Regions from separate parts of the Zea mays genome. Here region 2 is linked to region 1. Evidence: chromatin contacts called from public Hi-C data. All regions are on one chromosome and are shown on one strand. Each heading gives the region's core, a stretch centred on a gene start, on an enhancer-like site or on the middle of the called end of the contact. The rest is flanking DNA. Distances are from core to core; before and after follow the strand shown.

The links. Hi-C and Micro-C count contacts between places; a contact is called where the count stands out from the background.
Region 2: a Hi-C map of leaf shows a contact between it and region 1, with 3 times the contacts expected there. The contact joins the promoter of LOC100273430 here to the promoter of LOC100216629 in region 1. A contact is called at or near these places in 2 of 25 Hi-C or Micro-C datasets (both in leaf).

The regions. Positions count from the first base shown.
Region 1 is chr5:70,651,141-70,657,129 of Zm-B73-REFERENCE-NAM-5.0, reverse strand. LOC100216629 reads right to left here and starts at 2,904. Exons shown (of 3, transcript NM_001143042.1): 1 at 2,607-2,904; 2 at 871-1,019. The coding sequence starts at 1,015. LOC111589397 (small nucleolar RNA R160) reads right to left here and starts at 2,449; the gene lies at 2,369-2,449. LOC111589395 (small nucleolar RNA R160) reads right to left here and starts at 2,232; the gene lies at 2,152-2,232. It overlaps LOC111589390 (small nucleolar RNA R160), which reads right to left and starts at 2,016; the gene lies at 1,937-2,016. It also overlaps LOC111589391, LOC111589403 and the pseudogene LOC111589399.
Region 2 is chr5:70,880,417-70,886,405 of Zm-B73-REFERENCE-NAM-5.0, reverse strand. LOC100273430 reads left to right here and starts at 3,061. Exons shown (of 15, transcript NM_001360251.2): 1 at 3,061-3,425; 2 at 4,025-5,266; 3 at 5,405-5,989. The coding sequence starts at 4,028.

The sequences.
Region 1 (5,989 bases), core at 1,655-4,154:
GCTGAAAATGATTTCAGATTCATGAAGTCCTGTTACATACACACACAAAAGTGGTCCAATTTATATGTAAAACGAAACATGTTGTTCGAAAGATGAACCGAGCTCCACACGGACAGCTACCTATTATTTACCAACGAAGTCAGGAATTCTTCTCAACAGCTTAAGGCGTCAGCAAAAATCACTATGGCACACAACTCTACAGACTGTATTAGTAAGGACTGATCAACCATAACATGAGAAAGCTGTCACATCATATCCTGTCATAACACTAACTAACCCAAGTCGCCGAACAAATACACTGCCATTACATAAAGGTGCATCAACAACCGAGCGGCCAAGAAGGTTACAGGACCAGGCAGTGTTCTTGTTCATTCTGCAAACAGTACACAGCCGCTGATAACACTTATTAGCACAAACTAAATAACGAATTCCTCAGTACTCCAAGATCCTTTACTAAAACATGAATACAAAAAAAACAAGCATATATGCAGTGGCTGTATAAACTACAAACCCGTGGATCCAAATACAGATAAGATGAGCACCAAGCATATACAGAGAAAGAAATGCGGCAAAAAAATTGTTACAAGCATTAGTAATCAACTTCCTATTTACTATGACATGGATATATATAAAAAACAAGATACCTAAAGAGAGGTAATCATCAACAATTATGTAACAAAAAAAACAAAATCGTTATTCAGCACAGCATGGAAACCCAGAAACTATTAGAGAGTAGCATGGACACAACCAAGCAGCTGATGGGTACCACCTCTAACAAATATAGTAATGCTTATCAACACATCCAATTGTGCAGAAACTAAACAGTATTTATTAAGTCTAAAATTGGCCAGTGTATGACGAGAAACAAACCTTTGTGGAGCTCATCGTGCTCAATCTGAGACGACTCTTCAAGCTGATGCTTCTTTTTTTTCTTCTTGACTCCACCTTCCTTCACATCCAGTGCCTTACCCTTCAGCTTTAGCCTCCCCCCAACGACGTTCTTGTATTCTGACATCTCACTGCAACAAAAGGATCCAACAAAGTTAGCTCAACAAAAGCAAAGCAACATGTACACCATCACTTTGAAACAGAAAAAAAGGTCTGTAGGCATGATACATGTATACTACACTTGTAATGGATTAGATCATGGATGATGAATGAATATCAGACAATTCAGATCATATGACCTCCTCATTTAGCTTCTTGACATACAAAACTAATCTAAATCTATAGCTTCAGGCAGAAAAGAAACAGAACATACACTAGAATCATTTAGATACGGAGACATAGGTATTTTGAAGACCATGAATGTATGTATCAACATCAGATATCTTCAGATTACAAGGCCTCTTCATGTTGCTTCTCAGTGACTAAACACTACAGTTCAGACTCAACCACAACTAGTACCAATATTCAGATGTAGTCAAAGAAATTAGAACACTACTGCACTAGACAAACTGCGAACGGATATAACAGGTATAGGATACATAGAGAAAGTAATCAGAGAACTTTGAAGACCATGACCATGAATGTATGTATCAACATCAGATAGTTTCAGATTACAAAACCTCTTCATTTTGCTTCTCAATGACTAAACACTACAGTTCAGACTGAAGCACAACTAGTACCAATATACAGATGGCATAGTCAAAGAAAATAGAACACTACTGCACTAGACAAATGGCAAACGGATATGACAGGTACAGGGTACATAGAGAAAGCAATCAGAAAACTTTGAAGACCATGAATGTATGTATCAACATCAGATAGTTCAGATTACAACACCTCTTCATTTTGCTTCTAGGTGACTAAACACAACAATTCAGACTCAAGCACAAGTACTACCAATATTCAGATGGCATAGCCAAAGAAAATAGAACACTACTGCACTAGACAAACATCAATCGTGTATGGCAGATACAGGGTACACAGAGACAGCAATCAGAGAACTTTGAAGACCATGAATGTATGTATCAACATCAGATAGTTCAGATTACAACACCTCTTCATTTTGCTTCTCGGTGACTAAACACAACAATTCAGACTCAAGCACATGTACTACCAATATTCAGATGGCATAGCCAAAGAAAATAGAACACTACTGCACTAGACAAACATCAATCGCGTATGGCAGATACAGGGTACACAGAAAGCAATCAGAGAACTTTGAAGACCATGATTGTATGTATGAACATCAGATAGCTTCAGATTACAAGACCTCTTCATTTTGCTTCTCGGTGACTAAACACTACAGTTCAGACTCAAGCACAACTAGTACCAATATTCAGATAGCACAGTCAAAGAAAATAGAACACTAGTGCACTAGACAAACGTCAATCGGATATGCAGGTACAAGGTACACAAAGAAAGCAATCAGAGAACTTTGAAGACAATGAATGTATGTATCAACATCAGATAGCTTCAGATTACAAGGCCTCTTCATGTTGCCTCTCAGTGACTAAACACTACAGCTCAGACTCGAGCACAGCTAGTACCATTATTCAGATGGGCATGGCCAAAGAAAATAGAACACATTACTGCACTAGACAAACATAGAGTACACAGAGAAAGCAACCAGAGAACTTTGAAGACCATACGTGTCGAACCTCAAGAGAGCAGGGGGGCTACCGGTGCTAATTAACCAAAATAGAAGTCGCTGATTCAAGAAAAGGCGTCTAGGTAGATCAGGCGAAAGACAGCACTCCTTGACTTCCAAAAGGTACTAGCTAGCAGCGAAGGAACGCCGGTCCAAAGCGTAGCTAAGCAAAATCACCGAAGCAACGGCCGCTGGAAACAAACAAATTAACGAAACCGCTAAGGAGGATTGACTGCGTAGATTAGGATATAAACCGTGTGAACTGGGGCGCTCGGTACTCGCTCCCTGACCGCCTGCGCCTGGCGGCTAGGGTTTGTTTGCCTCCGCCGTGCGAGGAACGTAACCCAGGATATAGCTGTGCTAGGCCTAGATAGATAGATAGGGATGCAGTATTCTCCAACAAATCGATGGTGCGGGATAGGTGACGCGAGGGAGGTAAGTTGGGCTGCTTTTCTTTTTCATCGATGGGCCGTATTCACATCGGCCCAAACATGACTGGTACCCGTATATCCAGGCCAATGCGTGTTCAGATTTGGAAGGAGGGAGGGAGGGAGCTCGAGGCTATAGTTACCCAAACGGGCGGCCCGGCACGGTCCCGTTAGGCCCGACAGGTAATTGGGCCGTGTCCGATCGGCCCACGTGCCGGAGACGCGACCCAAGCACGGTAGGCCGTGCTGGGCTGACCCGTTTAATTTTTCCATATTGTCTCATTAAACCAGAAAAATGGCAAAAAATGGTGCGAGATGGAGTTTTGAATCCACAACCTCCCTCTACAAGGTTGGGAGCACTATACGCATGATTGGTTACCTGGTCAGGCGCGCTCAGGTTCAGTCTGTGCGTTGACCGTATTTAGGCTTATGAATGGTTACCTGCATGGCATAAGTCCAACCTGTATGCATGCGTGCAGCCTAAGTGTTTTTTTATCCATTTACTTGCATGCGTGGAGACGTGAGACGGGCGCGTATCTACTGGCCCAGGCTGGCGTAATCGGGGCGGGAGCGAAGCCGGCAACCAATCAGCCTATATATGTACGACACTAACCAATAGAACTCTCATACATTTGTTGTAAATAACAAATATAAAATCATAATATATATATATATTATGTTTTATAAAATAAAAAATATAATCGTGTCAGGCCGGACCGGCACTGCGGGCCGAGGCAGCGGCCCAAGCACGACGGCACTATTAAACGGGTCGTGCTTCGGGTCAGCCCGTTAAGCACGGCCCATTTGGCCATCTATATTCGAGGCCAATGCGTGTTTGCATTGTTTCCTTTGGTCGGCGTTGCATGTTGGCATGTTGCCAGCCGCCGGCGCCGATGACTCATTGCTTAATTGTTTCCCTTGTTTGGGATCCAACTGTGGCTAGGGCTGGAAAAAAAGCTTGAGACTCGGGAGCCGGCTCAAGCTCGATCAGGTTCGCGAGCCTAAACGAGCCCGAGCCGAGCCTAATTCCACGGCTCGCTATACTAACGAGCCGAGCCGAGCCGGCTCGGTGAGGCTCGCGAGCCGGCTCGGTGAGGCTCGCGAGCCGGCTCGAGGCTCGGCCCAAACTACTGCATCTATCACTTGTCAGTTGTCAGTTTGTTTACTAGTGTCCAGTCATCTAGATCCAGTGACCAGTGTGCTGTTTTGGTCACAACTCACAAGGACCTAGAGTGTAGGGACATAATTTTTTATTATATGAAACATATTGTGCTTCAAATTTGAGCTAATGACTGTAATTACTGTTGTTTGAGTACTTGAGTGTACAGGCTCGCGAGCCTATATCGAGTCTAGCCAAACCTCATTACCGAGCTCGCGAAGTGACCGAGTCATGCCTGACTCGACTCGTTTCCAGCCCTAGCTGTGGCACCCCATGCATGCCTCTCTCGATCACCAAACGTCCCACTAACCATGCATATAGAAGAATATGTATGTATATAGAAAACATATATATGATATTGGGATCGTACGTTTGCATGATTAGCTCTGCTTGATAATGCATGGGGTGCGAGATCCGTCCGTTCTAGTGTAGGATATACATACATGTCAAATTAAACCCACTGACACCCCAGGCCCGGTCCGGTTGGGCCCACATGGAAGTGGTTGACATCCAGGGACTAAATATATATGATATTCATTCATGTGCAAAAGAATAATGTGATTAGAGAGAGAGAGAGAGAGAGAGAGTAGTTTGGAAGGAAGGTGCTTAGCAAGAGGGCTAGCTGGTGGCTTCTTCACATGGGCAGCATCAGTAGTTTACTATGTATCATCGTTCCATGTTGGTGCCTGCTCTGCTGCTGTGTCTACCATACCATGCATATGCATGGCTCTCGGTGGCATGCATGTGCCTGCTAGCTAACTAATACCCACCACCAACCTGACTAAACTAGCTAGCGACGGGCGGCGGCGGTGATCTGCGGCTGTGAAGGTGAAGCTGGCCAACTGAATATGATTCCCCATCTCTTCATATACATGCATGCATGATTAATTGCTTACCTGCCTGTGCATAATAACGCATGTTAATTGATTCATACACTTGCATTGTGCTGATTCTGCATGTGGCATGCAGCAGCTGGTAGGTACTAGCAGGTAGCAGCAATCAACTTTTTTTCACATGGGAACCCAACTGATTAACAAGTAAACAATGCATGGAGGATTATTGGAGATAATGACTGGATCAGCAACAAGCATGATAACCCAACTAATAATGATCATCAACTCATATATATGTTATCTTTTTTCTAAGTATATATATTACCGTACGTACTATGGTTGCTTTATTATATTGAGTACTGTTTCTGGGTGATGCAAACGGTGAGATCGATCGATCGAGCGAGGTTAGATCGATAGATAGATACATAGATAACAAGAGGAGGTATGTAGTAGTCTTTAGCTGGAAAACCAGCTGATCGATCGAGAGGGCAAAGTTCAGGGAATTCATTCTTTGTGCTTCGACTCTTTTTATATCCAAGACTAGAACATTTGGCGCCCTTCAGGCGCCCTCTAAATGATTTAAAGACTAACAAGTTTTCAGTTTCGTATGAAGCCTCTTGCAGCAACTTTATTTCTATATGTAAGAGCCACTCAGTTAACGCAAAGAATTTGAAAGAAAAAGGACAAGAGATTCGTTTTGCATTTAAGAAGGAAAAGAATAACACAGTTACATAGGTTGGAGAACGAAAAACATCATTGATGGCCTCAAGTAGTAATGTGCTGCTCGTGACTACATATTCTCAGCCTATCTATGACACTTCAAAATTTCTGCTCTGTAAACAGATCTACTTTACTATTTAGGTTTATGTGAGAAATAATTTGTAGTTCTTCCCAATATATTTCCACGGGAATTCACAGCACATAATGCAGCCTAAACATGGTTCAAACTGATATTCAAGATTGTACTTACAAT
Region 2 (5,989 bases), core at 1,812-4,311, 230 kb before region 1:
CAACACAAGACTTCCACTGCACTCCGGTATTAGTGTATTTAATTCCAAGTTCATACTTATGCTCTCATTGCCTTTTTGCTCTTAATTGACATTTTTGGTGAGGCAATGGGGTTAAAGGGCCAAGAATGATCCCGTTTTGGTGCTTAATGCCAAAAGGGGAGAAATTAAGGCCAAAGCAAAATGGATCAGCCAACCACTTGTGAATTTTTGAAAATAATAGAGTAAGAATTTATGATTTGCTCAAAATAGTCTTATTGCAAAATTTGGTCTCTTGTGGGGGAGAATTTTGATTATGGGAAAAGGGGGATTTTTGGCACTTGATTAATTTTACTATTGGAATATCTCTCTATGTGCCCAAACAACTGTGTTTAACTTAGAGATAGGAAAATGAATTTGATTTGCAAAAACAAACCAAGTGGTAGCAAAGAATGATCCAAATATGCCAAATCCTAACTAAAGAGAATTTGGTCTTCATTTGCATTGATGTTGCACTTCTTTTGTTGCTTTTTGATGTGTTGGCATGAATCACCAAAAAAGGGGAGATTGAAAGGGAAATGTGCCCTTGGACCATTTCTATATGTTTTGGTGATTAAATGCCCAACACGATTGATTAATTCTTATGTGCTAAACAAAGAGAGAAATACAAATCATATTACAAGGTATGGTTCTAGACTTAGTACATTGTTTTTAATACTAATGTGTTTGTATAAGTGCTAGAAACAGTGACAAAAGAAGGAGAAAAGAAATGGGAAAGAGTTGGCTGCTCCAGCTCGGCCTGGCACACCGGACTGTCCGGTGGCGCACCGGACAGTGTCCGGTGCTCCAGGCTGGCCGACGGTGAACCAACTGCTCTCGAAAATCGATGGAGTTGTACGACTATAATTCACCGGACTGTCTGGTGGTGCACCAGACTGTCCGGTGAGTCATCCGCGACGAACTCGTCGGACTCGGGAAATGAAAAAGGCGACGTGGCTAAAAATCAACGGACTGTCCGGTGAGCCAACGACGCTCACGACCAACAGTCGGCTGCGCAATCTGCGGGCGACGCGTGTCTTGCTCCAACGGTCAGTTGGGCACACCGGACTGTCCGGTGTGCACCGGACAGTGTCCGGTGCGCCAACCAGCCCCGAGGAGCAACGATCGGATGCACCCGATATGGAAGGAGATCGCGCACCGGACATGAACAATGGTTGTCCGGTGGTGCACCGGACTGTCCGGTGCACCACTCGACAGAAGGCAAGAAATGCCTTCCAAATTGATCTCCAACGGCTCCTAGCTGCCTTGGGGCTATAAAAGGGACCCCTAGGTGCATGGAGGAGAACACCAAGCTTATAAGAAACATCCTAAGGCACCTAGACTCTGCACTCACGCATTTTGATCATAGTTCTTGAGATTTGAGCACTTTCGAGTTGTAAACTCTTCGCGCTGTGTTGTGTGCTCACCTCTTCACGTGCGTGCGTGATTTTGCTGCGAACTTGAGTCTTGTGTGCATTGCTTTCCCTCCCTTACTCTTGTGCTTCTTTGTGATCTCTATTGTAAGGGCGAGAGACTCCAAATTGTGGAGATTCCTCACAACTGGGAAAAATACTCTAAAGGAAAAGACCGTGGTATTCAAGTTGATCATTGGATCACTCGAAAGGGGTTGAGTGCAACCCTCGTCCATTGGGACGCCACAATGTGGAAGTAGGTAAGTGTTACTTGGCCGAACCACTGGATAAAAATCGTGTGTCTCGTGTGTTGCTTCTTATGATTGTTTTGACCACACGAGCGTGTTTTATAGCCACTTGATTTCACTAACACCTTGATAATCAAGTTTGTGGCTATTTAGTGTTTAAATTTACAAGTTCACTTATTCACCCCTCTAGGTGCTCTCAAATATGTTTGGTCTATTATCCCTAAGACATCACTAATTGTTTATTACTGGACCATTTATTTTTAAATTAGGCTTATAAAATCACCATAGGATCAAGTTATAATTACTTTCCATCACTGTTTTGTGCAAATTCTAATCAAAGAAATTTCTGTTTGCTTGGAGCATTTTCCTTAGTATTTAGAAAAAAATAATTTTTGATCGAAAGAATTTTTTCTTTGCTCAGATCAATGCTTGTTGCAACATATAGTGCATCTGATGGGGAATCCAACATGTTTCACGTGACATGTAGGGAAGGCACCGAAGAAGGCGAAGGTTGTAGAAAAGAACCCTAAAAAGGGCACGATGAAAACCCAACTTGCTAAGAGAGGTAGGAAGGCTAAGAATTGATGACATGTTGATTTCCTCGTCAGAGAAAAAAATGCTATTGAGAATCTGAGATGGCAACAAAGGTGAGAATTCTTCAACGCTTTAGCCATCGTTGTGAGGCGCATCATCAGTTCAACATCATGTAGTGCTGGTTTTAGAGAGAAAGACAACATATAAAGCTATAAATGTTGTGTACTCTATGAGTGTTCAACTTTGGATCATTGAAAAGATCAAGATGTTCAACTAAAGTTGAATTGACTTCTCTAAAATTTATTTCACAAGGTCTATATATGCAATAAATAGAAATCGTAGCAACGCACGAGCACTACCTAGTCAACCATAAAAAATTGAGCGGCTCTGTTCTTTTGCCAAACACAGAATATAATGACTACATTCTCAAATACTGGAACAAAACTTCTCTATTTTATTTGACTCTCAACCAAACCTATCCTATGTAAAGCGGTGTCGTTCTCACTTTTTGAAAAGTCAATTTTTTTAACTTTATCAAATGTATACGACTGAGTATAGCAAATTAATTGAATTGCAGTAACAAATGCAAATATTCAGTACGACTTCTCAACCAGCGAAACCATACACGGCAATCACTTGACTAACAGTACTTTCCAATTCCGAGCCATTCCAACAACGTCCACAGAAGATCACAGCCACCGAACTAATGACGCAATTTACGAAACTACAAGGTGTTCCATGCAAATACTCTCTAATACATCCATTCTCCGTCATCGTCTCCATCTTCTTTAACCGAAACACCCATCACCTCTTTCTAATTTAACTATTCCGCCACCCTCAATCTCCTTCCGGCCTTCCCCTCTTCCTGACGACGAAATCCTCCGAGGAAACGAAAGATAGGGAGTGAGGAACGGAAATCTCCCGTTCCCGAACACCCAGGCCCGCGGCGCGTCTCCGGCGGCGATCCGGCGCCGGGCGGGCCCGGCCGACCCAGATCTGCCGCGGGCGCATGAGGGAGCCCTGAATCGGCCAGATCTAGAAGCGCATCCGGACCCGCTCCTCCCCTGTCCCCGGGCCTGCCACCATGCAGCCCAGCGGGGGGGCCTCCGGCAGCTCCCGGGGCTCGCCGGCGTCGTCGCCGCACCCGGACCACCAGCAGCCGCCGACCCCGGCGTCCGCGCAGCAGCAAGCGCAGCAACTAGGGTTTAGGGGCCAGGTAGGCCTTTCCTTGTCTGCCCCCCACACCGCGGCTCTGGTTGGGATTCGAATTTATTCTGGTGGTGGTCGTGGTGGCGGTCTGTTTTTTCCCGCACTTGGCCCCCCGGCCAACGCGATTGGTGGGAAACCGTGCGAGCCTCGCCTTGGGATTCGCGAAAAAGGCGCCGTGTTTACGTGGACTCCCGCTAACGGTAGTCTTCTCTTCTCGGCAGTGGAGTGAGGGAGGGAGCAGTGTCAGTTCCTTCGGTTGTCCTTGTCTTTGCTCTCCTGCTGTTCTTCGCCTGGTCGGATTTCTTTAATTTGTTGTTGCACGTTTGTTGTGTGTGGTGCCCGGGATTCCGTCTTGCCCCGCTTTTCAATTAGGATTGTCTGACCTTGGTACTGTCTCAATTCCTCCAGAATGATTTGGATAACCTCTGTTTTTTTAGTATGGCCGATACGGAATTTTACGTTGCTTTTAGAAAAATCCGACCCCTTCAAATCGTTTTCGTTTTATCTGCCTGTCGTCTCCATGCAATGCTCTAGTATGAGAGTTTTGTTGTTTCTTGGTCTGGTAAGGTTCTAGACTTCTGATGTTCACAGCACCTTCTGCTGCAGGGAATGATGCATCACCATGAACAGCAGCAAGCCTTCCACTCTGGTGCGCCGCATGGCATGATGGGACCAGGCGGCGTGAACTTCCCTCAGTCCTCCGGTCCAGTGTCGTCCTTCCAGGGTCAGAGGAATCTGCCGCTGTCCAGTGGTGGACCGCAGGGCATGGTTGGAGGTCAGATGCACAACCAGGTTGCGATGCAGCAACAGTTCCTGAAGCTTGCGATGCAGCAGCAGCAGCAGCAGCAGAAGGCGGCCCAGGGGATGCTCCTCCAGCAGCAGGCCAAGATGAATATGGCGGGTTCATCATCAAGAGACCAGGACATGCTTAACAACCCTGCCAAGATGCAGGAGCTTATGGCTCTTCATCAGGCCCAGATGTATAAGCGGCAGTGTGAGCAGAAAGAGCAGGGGCAGTCAAGTGGTAGTGAGCAAAGAAGCGGTGATATGAGGCCACCTATGCCTCCTCAAGGAGTCCCTGGACAGCAGTTGCCATCAATGGGTATGATCAGGCCCATGCAGCCAATACAAGGCCAGGTAGGAATGGGCAGCGCTGGTGGGAACCCGATAACACCAACACAGTTTCAAGCCATCCAAGCCTGGGCAAAAGAGCACAACTTTGATCTGTCCAATCCTGCAAACATAAGTGCAATTTCTCAACTCCTGCCCATCTGGCAGTCCAACAGGATGGCAGCCATGCAGAAGCAGAACGAGGCAAACATGGCTGCGCAGCAGCAGCAAGCATTGCCCTCTCAGGTGAACAGTGATACCCCAGGGCATGTCAATGCTCCCAGCCAGGGTGCCCTACTGAAGCCCCGGCAACCCCTTGCCCCCAGCTCAATTTCTGGCGGGGAAGAGGCTAAGGTAGTGAATTCGAGCAACTTGCAGTTGCAACAACAGTTCCCTGTGCATAACAGGGATGGTTCAAATGAAAGGGCTGTGAGGTCACTTATGACAGGGGGCAATGGTGCGCAAACGACGCATATCCCCCAAAGTTCTGGACATGTAAATAAGATTCCCGAGCAACCCAATCCAAAAAATGTGCTTGCAAATTCCGAAGCAATGCAGATGCAGCATGTGAGACAGATGCAACAGCTTAACCAGGCTGCTGCCCCCACATCTACCCCAATTGAAGCAGGAGGATCACAGGTCCCAACTAGTGCTCAGCCACAAACAGGGCAAACGGGTTTCACCAAAAATCAACTTCATGTACTCAAAGCTCAGATATTAGCTTTCCGGCGTTTAAAGGTATTAGAAAGACAAACCTTAAAGTCTTTTTTTTTCTTTGATGAGACCAATTCTGTTATTTTAAGATGTGGTTCAAGCTGATCAATCTAATGTTGATGTGTCCTTTTTTCCTTTTTTGGTTGTGTATCTTGATATCAGCGTGGTGACCGACTCCCGCCTGAAGTTCTTGAATTAATTGTATCTGGTCGGCCACCTGATTCACAAGGACAGCAGCAAGTTTCGGGACCCCAGGTAACACATAACCGTGAAAGACCTACTGTAAGCAATGCTGATGAACATGGAAAGCAGATGGAGAGTGGTGGTAAAGCTCCTGAAAAACCTGCATTGTTGAAAGGACCCTGTTTACCAAAGGTGGAGGTTTCTACTTCAGAAGACAAAGCTAGTCCTGCCAGTGGTCCTGGTCCCGCGCAAGTGATGAAAGCTTCACCAAAAGAGCCTCTTAAAATTGGACCAGTGTCTGTACCAGAACATTGTAACACTACTGTGATTAAATCTGAGCAGGATCTGGAACGGAACATCCAGAGAACACCTGGGCGAAGTGATTACAATGCTGAGAGGGGTAAATCTGTACCAGCAGAAAGTGGTTCAGTGGATGTTGAGCAGGCAAAAAGGACTGGCTCCACAAGCAGTGCCCCTGTTCCAAGAGATGTTCCCAGAAAATACCATGGCCCATTATTCGATTTCCCATCCTTCACTAGGAGACACGATTCCATGGGATCTGCA